Regions from separate parts of the Pan troglodytes genome. Here all the other regions are linked to region 3. The links are chromatin contacts, called in public Hi-C maps. All regions are on one chromosome and are shown on one strand. The core of a region is the stretch at or near the end of the contact, and the rest is flanking DNA. Distances in the headings are between cores, read along the strand shown.

Evidence for each region. Hi-C and Micro-C count contacts between places; a contact is called where the count stands out from the background.
Region 1: a contact with region 3 is called in a Hi-C map of stem cell-derived neural progenitor cells, with 2.8 times the contacts expected there. The contact joins two enhancer-like sites. A contact is called at or near these places in 1 of 7 Hi-C or Micro-C datasets (stem cell-derived neural progenitor cells) and 1 of 1 datasets of contacts at active chromatin or transcription factors (stem cell-derived excitatory neurons).
Region 2: a Hi-C map of induced pluripotent stem cells shows a contact between it and region 3, with 2.1 times the contacts expected there. The contact joins two enhancer-like sites.

Annotation. Positions count from the first base shown.
Region 1 is chr22:44,009,449-44,012,499 of NHGRI_mPanTro3-v2.0_pri, forward strand. No RefSeq gene overlaps it. Among named protein-coding and RNA genes, the nearest start is that of SIK1, 15 kb to the right of the region's middle. Within about 2 kb of position 1,448, at least 6 of the 24 cell types and tissues checked have an H3K27ac peak or open chromatin away from gene starts, as enhancers often do. A contact at or near this core is called in stem cell-derived neural progenitor cells, where this site is marked.
Region 2 is chr22:44,037,244-44,040,290 of NHGRI_mPanTro3-v2.0_pri, forward strand. No RefSeq gene overlaps it. Among named protein-coding and RNA genes, the nearest start is that of SIK1, 13 kb to the left of the region's middle. Within about 2 kb of position 1,563, at least 2 of the 24 cell types and tissues checked have an H3K27ac peak or open chromatin away from gene starts, as enhancers often do. A contact at or near this core is called in induced pluripotent stem cells, where this site is marked.
Region 3 is chr22:43,823,548-43,826,511 of NHGRI_mPanTro3-v2.0_pri, forward strand. No RefSeq gene overlaps it. Among named protein-coding and RNA genes, the nearest start is that of CRYAA, 70 kb to the left of the region's middle. Within about 2 kb of position 1,579, at least 11 of the 24 cell types and tissues checked have an H3K27ac peak or open chromatin away from gene starts, as enhancers often do. A contact at or near this core is called in induced pluripotent stem cells and stem cell-derived neural progenitor cells, where this site is marked.

The sequences.
Region 1 (3,051 bases), core at 198-2,697, 190 kb after region 3:
CGGTTCAGGGTGACAGAAAAGCACAGAGGCAGGGCCCAGGCGCCTCCAGGCGAAGGCCTCCGCTCCCACCCCTGCCAGAGGAGGCGCGTCCACGACGGAATAAGCAGGCGGTCAGGTCGCCAACAATCCGGTCAACCACAGTGCTTCTTCCCTGGTGGGTGTCTGGCCCCGTTCTTGCTGGGGATGGTGCTCGGGGATGCCACCGCTGTGCACCCTGCGTGTCCCGCCCTTGTCACGGGAGCGGCCTGCTGACCCGGAGCACGTGTGGCCGTCGCGTCAACAACAAAGGGCTGCAAAGCTGCAGCACCAGAACGCAGACTCAGGCGTGCAGCAACGGAGGCCACGTTCTCAGCCACCGTGCCACTCTGCATGTCAGCTGGCTGGGCGTGCCTCCGTCTTGTATTAGCAAGGACACGGCAGTCACTTGATTTGCTTTGGTTGAAGCTCCAGGCAGTACCTGGCCCCTCACCAGACTGAAAAAGAAAGTCCCAGAACCCCAGAGCCCTGCATGGCTCAGAAGTGCCATCGAGTACTAGGGGTGCGCCAAGGGTGCGCCAGGGCCCGGCTCAGCCCGGCCAAGCCCCAGCAGGAAGGAACATGTCCTCAAAGAGAACATCCTGCAAAACGCCCAGGGCGGGTGGGGGATGCTCACGGTGCCAGACGTGGGCTAGGGGCCATAAAGGACCCTCAGGCAAGGGGCAAACACACCCATGGGTGTGGCCAGCTCCCTCTACCCATCGGGACCTCCCCAGTGGAGGGACTGAAATGACTCAGGAGCAGATCAAGGAGCCCAGGGCAGAATTCTGGGGTCCTACAAGGCCTGTGGATGGCTCCCCGAGGGGGGCTCCAACTTGCAACCTGAGAAGTCTAAGCCTCTATCACCATCATCATCGCCATCGTCTTCGCCACCATCAGGAGTTCTGGAAGAAGCGCCCAAGCATGGGAGACACAGGGATGGTTTCGCCAATGCTGTGTGTTAAGGAGCTGCTACCTGCTGGGGCTGCTTCAGTACCCTGGAGCACCGTGAGACACAGCTGTCCCCACGAGGAGCTGACCACTGGGTCGGGGAGCTGAGACACGGGCAGGTCACACCCTGAATTCGCATGCACGACACGACAAGAGGTTCCGACTCGAGGTTCCTGGTTTCTAAGGCTCCCAAACAATAAACACAGGTGCCCTCAGCACAGCCGCCCGGCTCCTTGTTCAGCAGATGCCACACAGCCCAACCTTGGTGTCCTGAGGCGGCCCCACTCTAAGCGGGGTGGAGTGATGAGGCTGCCTGGAGACAGAGCAGCTCCGTGGGCCCCCAGCTCCCCTGCCAGATTCCCCCACATAGGCATGGCCCGAGCAGGCACCTCCGTTCGCTCAGGAGTGCTCGGCCCTGGTTTGGCCTCCCTGTCAGACAGCCTCAAGCCACTAAGCCAGCGGCAGCCACAGCCAGGACCTCAGAGGCTACTGCTTTGTTCTTAGAGACAGCAAAACCGCAGAGATGACTCAGAAGACAAAGAGCCCCCTCCCCGGCCTCTCCCACCATCCAGCTGCCTGAGGGGCTGTCGCAGGGCAGGCTCTCCCGAGGGCCAGGACGCCCTGTCTGAGCAGGGCTCCAGGAACAATGAGGCTGGCCCCGGCCACACTTATGCCCAGCCAACCTCAGCACCGACAGTGGCCTGCCCTGTGCCTGCCCCTGCCCATGGCTCCTGCCTGCTCTCCTCATGGGAACTGCTGCGCACTCACTGAGCATCTGCCTCCTTGAGAAAAAACTTTGTTTTCTTCTTAAAAACATTGTGGGCCCGGCGCAGTGGCTCACGCTTGTAATCTCCACACTGTGGGAGGCTGAGGTGGGCAGATCACTTGAGGTCAGAAGTTCGAGACCAGCTTGGCCAACATGGTGAAACCCCATCTCTACTAAAAATACAGAAATTAGCCCGGCATGGTGGTGGGGGCCTCTAATCCCATCTACTCCGGAGGCTGAGGCAGGAGAATCGCTTGAACCCAGGAGACGGAGGTTGCTGTGAGCCAAGATCACGCCACTGCACTCCAGCCTGGGTGACAAAGCAAGGCTCAAAAAAAAAAAAAAAAAAAAAGTAGTAAAATACACGTAACATACAATGTATCGTTTTAACCATTTTTTGGTACACAGTTGAGTGCGTTAAGAACGTTCATACTGCTTTGCAGCCATCGCCACCGCCCAACTCCAGCACTTTTCATCCTCTTAAACTGCAATTCCCACCCATTCATCTCTGGCTCAGCAGCCCCTCTCCAGCCCCCGGCACCCCCCACTCCCCCTTCTGTCTCTGTGAATCTGTCCCCTCTAGGGCCCTCGCGTGTGTGTTCTTTTCCTCTAGGGCCCTCGCGTGTGTGTTCTTTTATGACGGGCTTGTTCCACTGAGCACAGCATCCTCAGGGTCCGTCCTCGCTGGCAGCCATGCTGGGCTCTCCTTTTGTACGGCTGAGGCCTATTCCACTGTCGGCATGGACTACATCTTCTTTGTTTGTTTTTTTTTTTTGAGACAGAGTTTCGCTCTTGTTACCCAGGCTGGAGTGCAATGGCACCATCTCGGCTCACCACAAACTCCGCCTCCTGGGTTCAAACGATTCTCCTGCCTCAGCCCCCCCGAGTAGCTGGGATTACAGGCATGCACCACCATGCCCCGCTAATTTTGTATTTTTAGTAGAGATGAGGTTTCTCCATGTTAGTCAGGCTGGTCTCAAACTCCCAACCTCAGGTGATCCACCCACCTCGGCCTCCCAAAGTGCTGGGATTATAGGCGGGACCACATCTTCTTGATCCCTTCATTGGCTGACGGCCCCTCGGGCTGCTTCCTAGTATGGCTGTCGTCATGCTGCTGTGAACATGGGTGTACAGACCTCTCTGGGCCCTGCCTTCGGTTCTTCAGGGTCCATACCATTAGGAGGAGCGGCCGGATCAGGTGGTGGTTCTAATCTTTGAGGAGCTGGTACACTGCTCTCCCATAAAGGCTGCGCCATTTGACCCTCCCACCAACAGCGCACAAGGGGTCCACTTTGGTAAGGACCACCTTAATGGGAGCG
Region 2 (3,047 bases), core at 313-2,812, 210 kb after region 3:
AAAGATGGTACTATGGTTTGAAAGTGTTCCCCAAAGTTCATGTGTCAGAAGCTTGATCCCCAACATGGCCGTGTTGGGAGATGCGGTCTCATGGGAGGTGTTTGGGCCGCAGGGGCACGATCCTCACAAGTGGGTTAATATTTTATTACAGCAAATATGCACTAAGTTTGTTGGCCTTTGTTGGGCCTGTTTATTACATCTTGGATTTTCAGTGACTTTTTTCTTCTACCTTAGTTTAAAACAGTGCACATGAAAGGATTTGGAATTTTAAAACTTTTTTCTTGATGATAAAATGGAATATATGATTATTATAAAAAATATATATGAATATAATACTAACATATAAGAAATAATTCATAATTCTACCACTCAGATATCATCACTCAGTATTTTGGTGCATTTTTTTCTAGTTGAATAGATGTAAATTTTTAAAAAATAAATTTGGATTGTACCCCATATGAACACTCTTATAGCCTCTCTTTCTATTTGTAGAAAGAGAATTCCATGTATCATATATAATTTAAATACATTATTCTTAATATCTAATATCTCAGGTTTAACATGTAACATTCCCATTTATTTAACATTTCTATTTGTAGACATTATTGTTTCTACACGTTACTATAAACAGTGTTATTGTGAGCATCTTTCCCAAAACTCTTAATTCCTATGTGAAATTTTTCCCTAGGATAAAGCCTTAAAAATGGAATTACCAAGTGAAAGAGGATAAAGTGTCTTAAAGCCTTTGATGTATGTTGCCAAACTGCTGGGGCACCCCTGACCTTAAACTGTGCCAACATTTAAGAATTTTCATTTTAAAAATATTTTGCTAAGTTCAGAAGTGGAAAATAATATCTGGATTAGTTTCCTAGGGCAGCCATAACAAAGTATAAAAAACAGGCAGTTCCAAACAACAGAAATGTGTCCTCCCACAGTTCTGGAGCCAGATGTCTGAAATCTGTGTGGGCAAGGCCATGTTCCCTCTTCAGCCTCCTGGCGAGATTCCTTTCATGCCTCTTCCAGCTTCTGGAGGTTCTCAGGGACACCTGTCAGTCGTTGGCTTACAGATCCCTCATCCAGTCTCTGCCACCATCTTCAGATGGGCCGGCTTTTCCCGGGGCCTCCCTCTCTTCTTATAAGGACACCAGGCATTCTGTATTTAGGACCCAGCCTACTCCAGTATGGTCTCACTCTAACTAGTTAATCTGCAACGACCCTATTTCCAAATAAGGCCATGTTCTTAGGTACAGGAGGTGAGGACTTAACATACCTTTCAGTAGGGGGACACAGTTCAATCCGTAATAGCATGCATTTATTGTAATGGGCAATTCTTGGATTTCCTTATGGAAAGTGATTCTTCTCTTCATGTTCATTGGCCATTTGTGTTTCGTATGAGTGTCAGTTCTTATTTTCTGCTCCATTTTCTATTAGTGGGTCTCAGTCAAGGCTCCCTTTATTGTGAGAGGCAGAAATGCAACTGAAACTGGTTTAAGCTAAAAGGAGAGTTGGTGGTTAACATAACTAAAGGGCCCAGGATATGCAGGCTTCAGGCTGAGCTCGACCCAGGCTCACACAATGTTTACCTGTTCTCTTCCCTTTTTTCAGCAGCATCCCTCAGTTCTACTTCCCTGCCTTGGCTTTGTTCTCAGGCAGGCTCATTCCAGTTTGTAGCAAAGATGGTGCTATGCTTTCAAAGTGTCCCCCAAAGTTCATGTGTCAGAAGCTTGATCCCCATCATGGCAATGGTGGGAGGTGGGGCCTAATGGGAGGTGCTTGGGTCATAGGGGTACGACCCTCACAAGTGGATTAATGCCATTATCTCAAGAGTGCATTCCTTATAAAAGGACAAGTTTGGCCCCATCTTGCGCTCTCTCTCTCTCTCCCCCTCTCTTTGTGTGTGTGTGTGTGTGTGTGTGTGTGCTCTCACTTTCTCACTCTTGCCCGTCTGCCTTCCACCTTGGGATGCTGCAGCAAGAAGGCCCTAACTAGATGCCAGTGCCATGCTCTTGGACTTCCCAGCCTCCCCAGGACATCTCTGTTCATTATAGATTACCCAGATTGTGATATTTTGTTATAGCTGCACAAAGCAGACTAAGACAGGTAGCTAACATCCTACTAGTTCACCGTCTACAGAGAAAGCATATCTTTTCCCTGATAGTCCCAGCCACGGTCCCAGGCAAGCCCTTCATTGGCCAGGTTTATGTCATGTTTAATCTCTGGAGGTGAAGAATTTAGGTCAGCACACCCAAATAATCTGGACTAAGGGCAGGAGGGGGTGGTTCACTGGGGGCTATTACAAAGGAAGGAGCCACAGATTCCTTTGCACGGGCAAAATCAAAAGATGGGCCCCTAGTACGGAAATGCTTATTTATTCTGAGAACTCTTTTTATATTAAAGGCATGAATCCTTTACCTCTTTCTTCCATGTTTTTTTCTTAGTTATTTGTCTCTGTGGGTTTTTTTTACAGGAGGCCAAACGCTGCCTTGTGAGTGTGGCATTCCTGGGGCACATCTGCCATATAGCATCACTGCATAATAACGTCCAACAGGAGCATATTGCCAGGACACATTCTCTGGGCGTGAACAAAAAAAACAAACCTGTGGCTAGTACTTCAGTCAGTGAATTGGCATTCGAAAGCGTGTCGTCATTAGTACAGACGTCAGCGGTGAATGAGAAAGCAAAGAACCCGTGGCTGCACCTAATAAAAGGCCGGCAGGGAGATAAAAGCTACCGTGGTTGTGCAATGATGGGACAAAATGCCCAGGGTCACTGGTCCAGGTGCAGGTTTTGAGTCCTCACTCAAAAATGAGATAAGGAATGTGACTTTGAACTCATTAACCTTTAGATCAGGCTATGAACTAAAGGCAAATAGAACAGGTGGCCTGACCCCTGCCAGAGACTGGCACTGCCTGCGAGGGAGGAGCTCCCAGGTGGGCAGGGACCAGAGGTCAGTGGCTTGGTGCACTCATAGGGCCGGGCCGGCAGTTCCCCCTCCTTCCTCTTCTCCTCCCCCTCCACGGGGGAGATTCTAAAACCCCCAGGAGGAT
Region 3 (2,964 bases), core at 329-2,828:
TCACACCAGCCTTCTCCGTGGGTGCTGCTGCCAGCTCTCTGCCCTCTGGGCCTCCCTCTCCCTCGCCTGGCCTTCTGAGGGCCGAGGCTCTGATCACCTCTCCCCCGCTTCCCATTGTGTGGCCTGGCGTCTGAGGCCCCTGTGGTCTGACTGCCCCACTGCTCCCTGGTATGCATTCAGGTTGAATTCAGAGAGCTCTGCGTGCCAGTGTCCAGCCCCATTCACCAGGGCACACGGCCATCGTGGAAAGATGGGATTGGCCAGTACTTCCCAAGCCTGCCAGGCCGGGAGAACCACCTGCAGTGCGTTGCAAATACAGACTCCTGGGCCCCGCTCACACCCACTTAGAGTCTGGAGGGGCAGAGTCCAGGGAGCTGGGCTTTTGGTGCCTCCAGGTGAGCCCTATGATCAGGTGCAAGTGGGAGATGCTGCGGGACAGCGGCGCCTCCTCAGGTTAGGGCAGCGGGGGAGAGAAGTCTCACTGGAAGCTGCCTCTCCAGTCTTGGGGCTCAGCTTCTCGATCTCCAGGGAGGCTCTCCCTCATCCCACTGCTGGGGACGCTGGACTCTGGAGTGAAAATGACCCACGCTCTCCTCTGCTCCCGTTTTCACCTTGGGCATCATTGTCATCATCATTATGAGCAGCAGCCGGAAAAGCATTAATGGAGCACTTGCTGTATGCCAGGCCTTGCGCCTGCTGCGCTTGTAACGGCAATTCTCATGCAGCCTGCACAGCAGCCTGTAGCCTGTTTCTATTGTTAGCTGAGGACACCGAGGCTTAGAAATGGAGTCACCTGCCTGGTGTCCTCAGCTGGTGAGGGCTTGGGCCAGGTGCACCCTGTCTGTTTGACCCCAAAGCCAGGGCTCAGCACCGCTGGGCAGATGATTACTGCAATGTCACACATAATGTGAAAATTGGGAGGCGCTGAGGAAGCCTGAGGCACTGGTCCCTTTCTTCTGGTGACATGCTGGGTGACTTTGGACAGATCTATCAACCCCTCTGAGTATTCGATGTCCGTCTTTGCCAGTTGGCTGAAGCTGGGAGACCGAGTGCCTGCAGGGAGCCTCCAGCCCCCAGTTCCTTTCAATCATCACCAGCGTGCCTCACACTAACCACCAGGTGGCAGCAGAGGACTTGCCTGGCCGCCGAGACCTTGGCCGCAGGAGACTTGCCGAACCTCAGCCTTAAAGGTCACCTTCACTCTTCAAGACAGTGGGAAGCGGCCTCAGCAAACATCCGCAGAGGGCCTGGCTCCGGGAGCCTCTGGGCTGCGTGCTGCCAAGCTGTGGGAGACCCACCCTGACCCCCGGGGAGCTAGTGTCCAGCAGGGGAGACTGAGATGGGAAGACACAAAAGCCGTGCTGGAAGCCAGTGGTGTTTCTTTACCATAAGCAGTTTTGGGGTTTCATTTGCTTGTCTGTAAAATCACTTGAAAAAGGAGGCGTCACTGTGTGGAAGGCCAGGGCTGTGCTGGGGTCCCTGGGGGCTCTGGCGGGGTTTCCTCCGTGCAGAATGACGTCACTCCCCGGCTTCCGGCCCAGGTCAGCTCTTCCTAGGAAGCCTCTTGTGAAGAGCAGCCCCCGTCCCGCCCACACCCGCAGAGGCCTGTGAGTGGGGCAGGGCGGTAAGTGTCCCTGGCAGGCAGCCTCAGCTGACGCGGTGTTGGGGTCACAGGGCCAGAGGTCCTGCCAGCCAAGGCTGCATGTGGCTGTCTGAGAGGGGGCTGAGACAGAGATGCAGGCACAGGTGCCAGACAGTGCCAGCTTGGAAGGAGGAGGCATCAGGAGAGCCGAGGGGTTGAGGGACAAGGAGCTGCTTGCTGGGGGCAGGGCGGCCTTCTCTCTACAGGGGAGGCACCTGCCTCCTGCTCTGCCCTTGGCCTCCAGGATGGGAGCTGGGAAAGGAGTCTCCCTTCAGGGGAGGGACCCGTGGCAGGGGCTAGTGAAGGCTCCGTCAGCATTAGCTCCCAGGCTGCTGGGGAGGCCAGAAGGCCCTGCTCTGTGGGATTTCCTCTGAGACCCTGGGCTAAGGACTGAGTTTGCAGGGGCAGGAAATGTGGGCGGGCCCCAAACCTGCTGTGCAGGCTGCTGCCATTAGAACAGAACAGAAGGAAAGGTACACATTGCATCCATGCACACACACACACAGTGTGCCCATATGCACAGAACACACATGCACATAGAAGCACAATGTTTGCACAGTGTGCACCCATGCACAACACACCATGCACACTCGTGCACAACACACAAAACACATGCTCACACACCTCACACATGTGCGCACAAATGCACAACACAAACACACATGCAACATACAAACACATGTACACACATCACACAATACATGTGGACACATACGGACACACAGAAGCACATAACACCTATGCGTGCACAAATGCCCACATGCACACCTACACAAACATACACTCACACAGCCCACAGGAAGACGCACACACCACTATCATGGCCATGGCCAAGCTCTGGGCTGTTACTTCATTGCACGGCTGCCCTCTGTGTCTGATTTGTACTTGACCGTGAGAGACCCCTTTCCACCCTCCAGCTTAGGGGAGCCCCCTCCTGTGTGCTGCTCAGCAGCCTCTTTGACATCTAGCTGCCTGGGCCCTGGCATTCCTCGTGCCACCTGCAGAGACGTCAGAGAGCGGGTATGAGGGAGGAGCGGGTATGAGGGAGGGGCCGTGTGGCAGCTCAAGGACGCCCCAGGGGCACCGGGAGGGAGGGGCAGTGAAGAGAGGGGGTGGCTCATTATTCTGCTGAGCTGTCTGCCCCGGGAGCCTGTGAGCGCTGTGCCTTTACCTTGGCCAGGAGTGAGAGAAATCAATTTCCAAAGCATCCTGGCTGGAAAATCTTGCTTTCCAGAGCAGTGTGGGTCTCCCAGCAGGGCTCCCGAAGGCCCTGACGCAGAATTGCAGATGGCTGGCTGTTGAGGGGACAGGGCGCCCCCTGG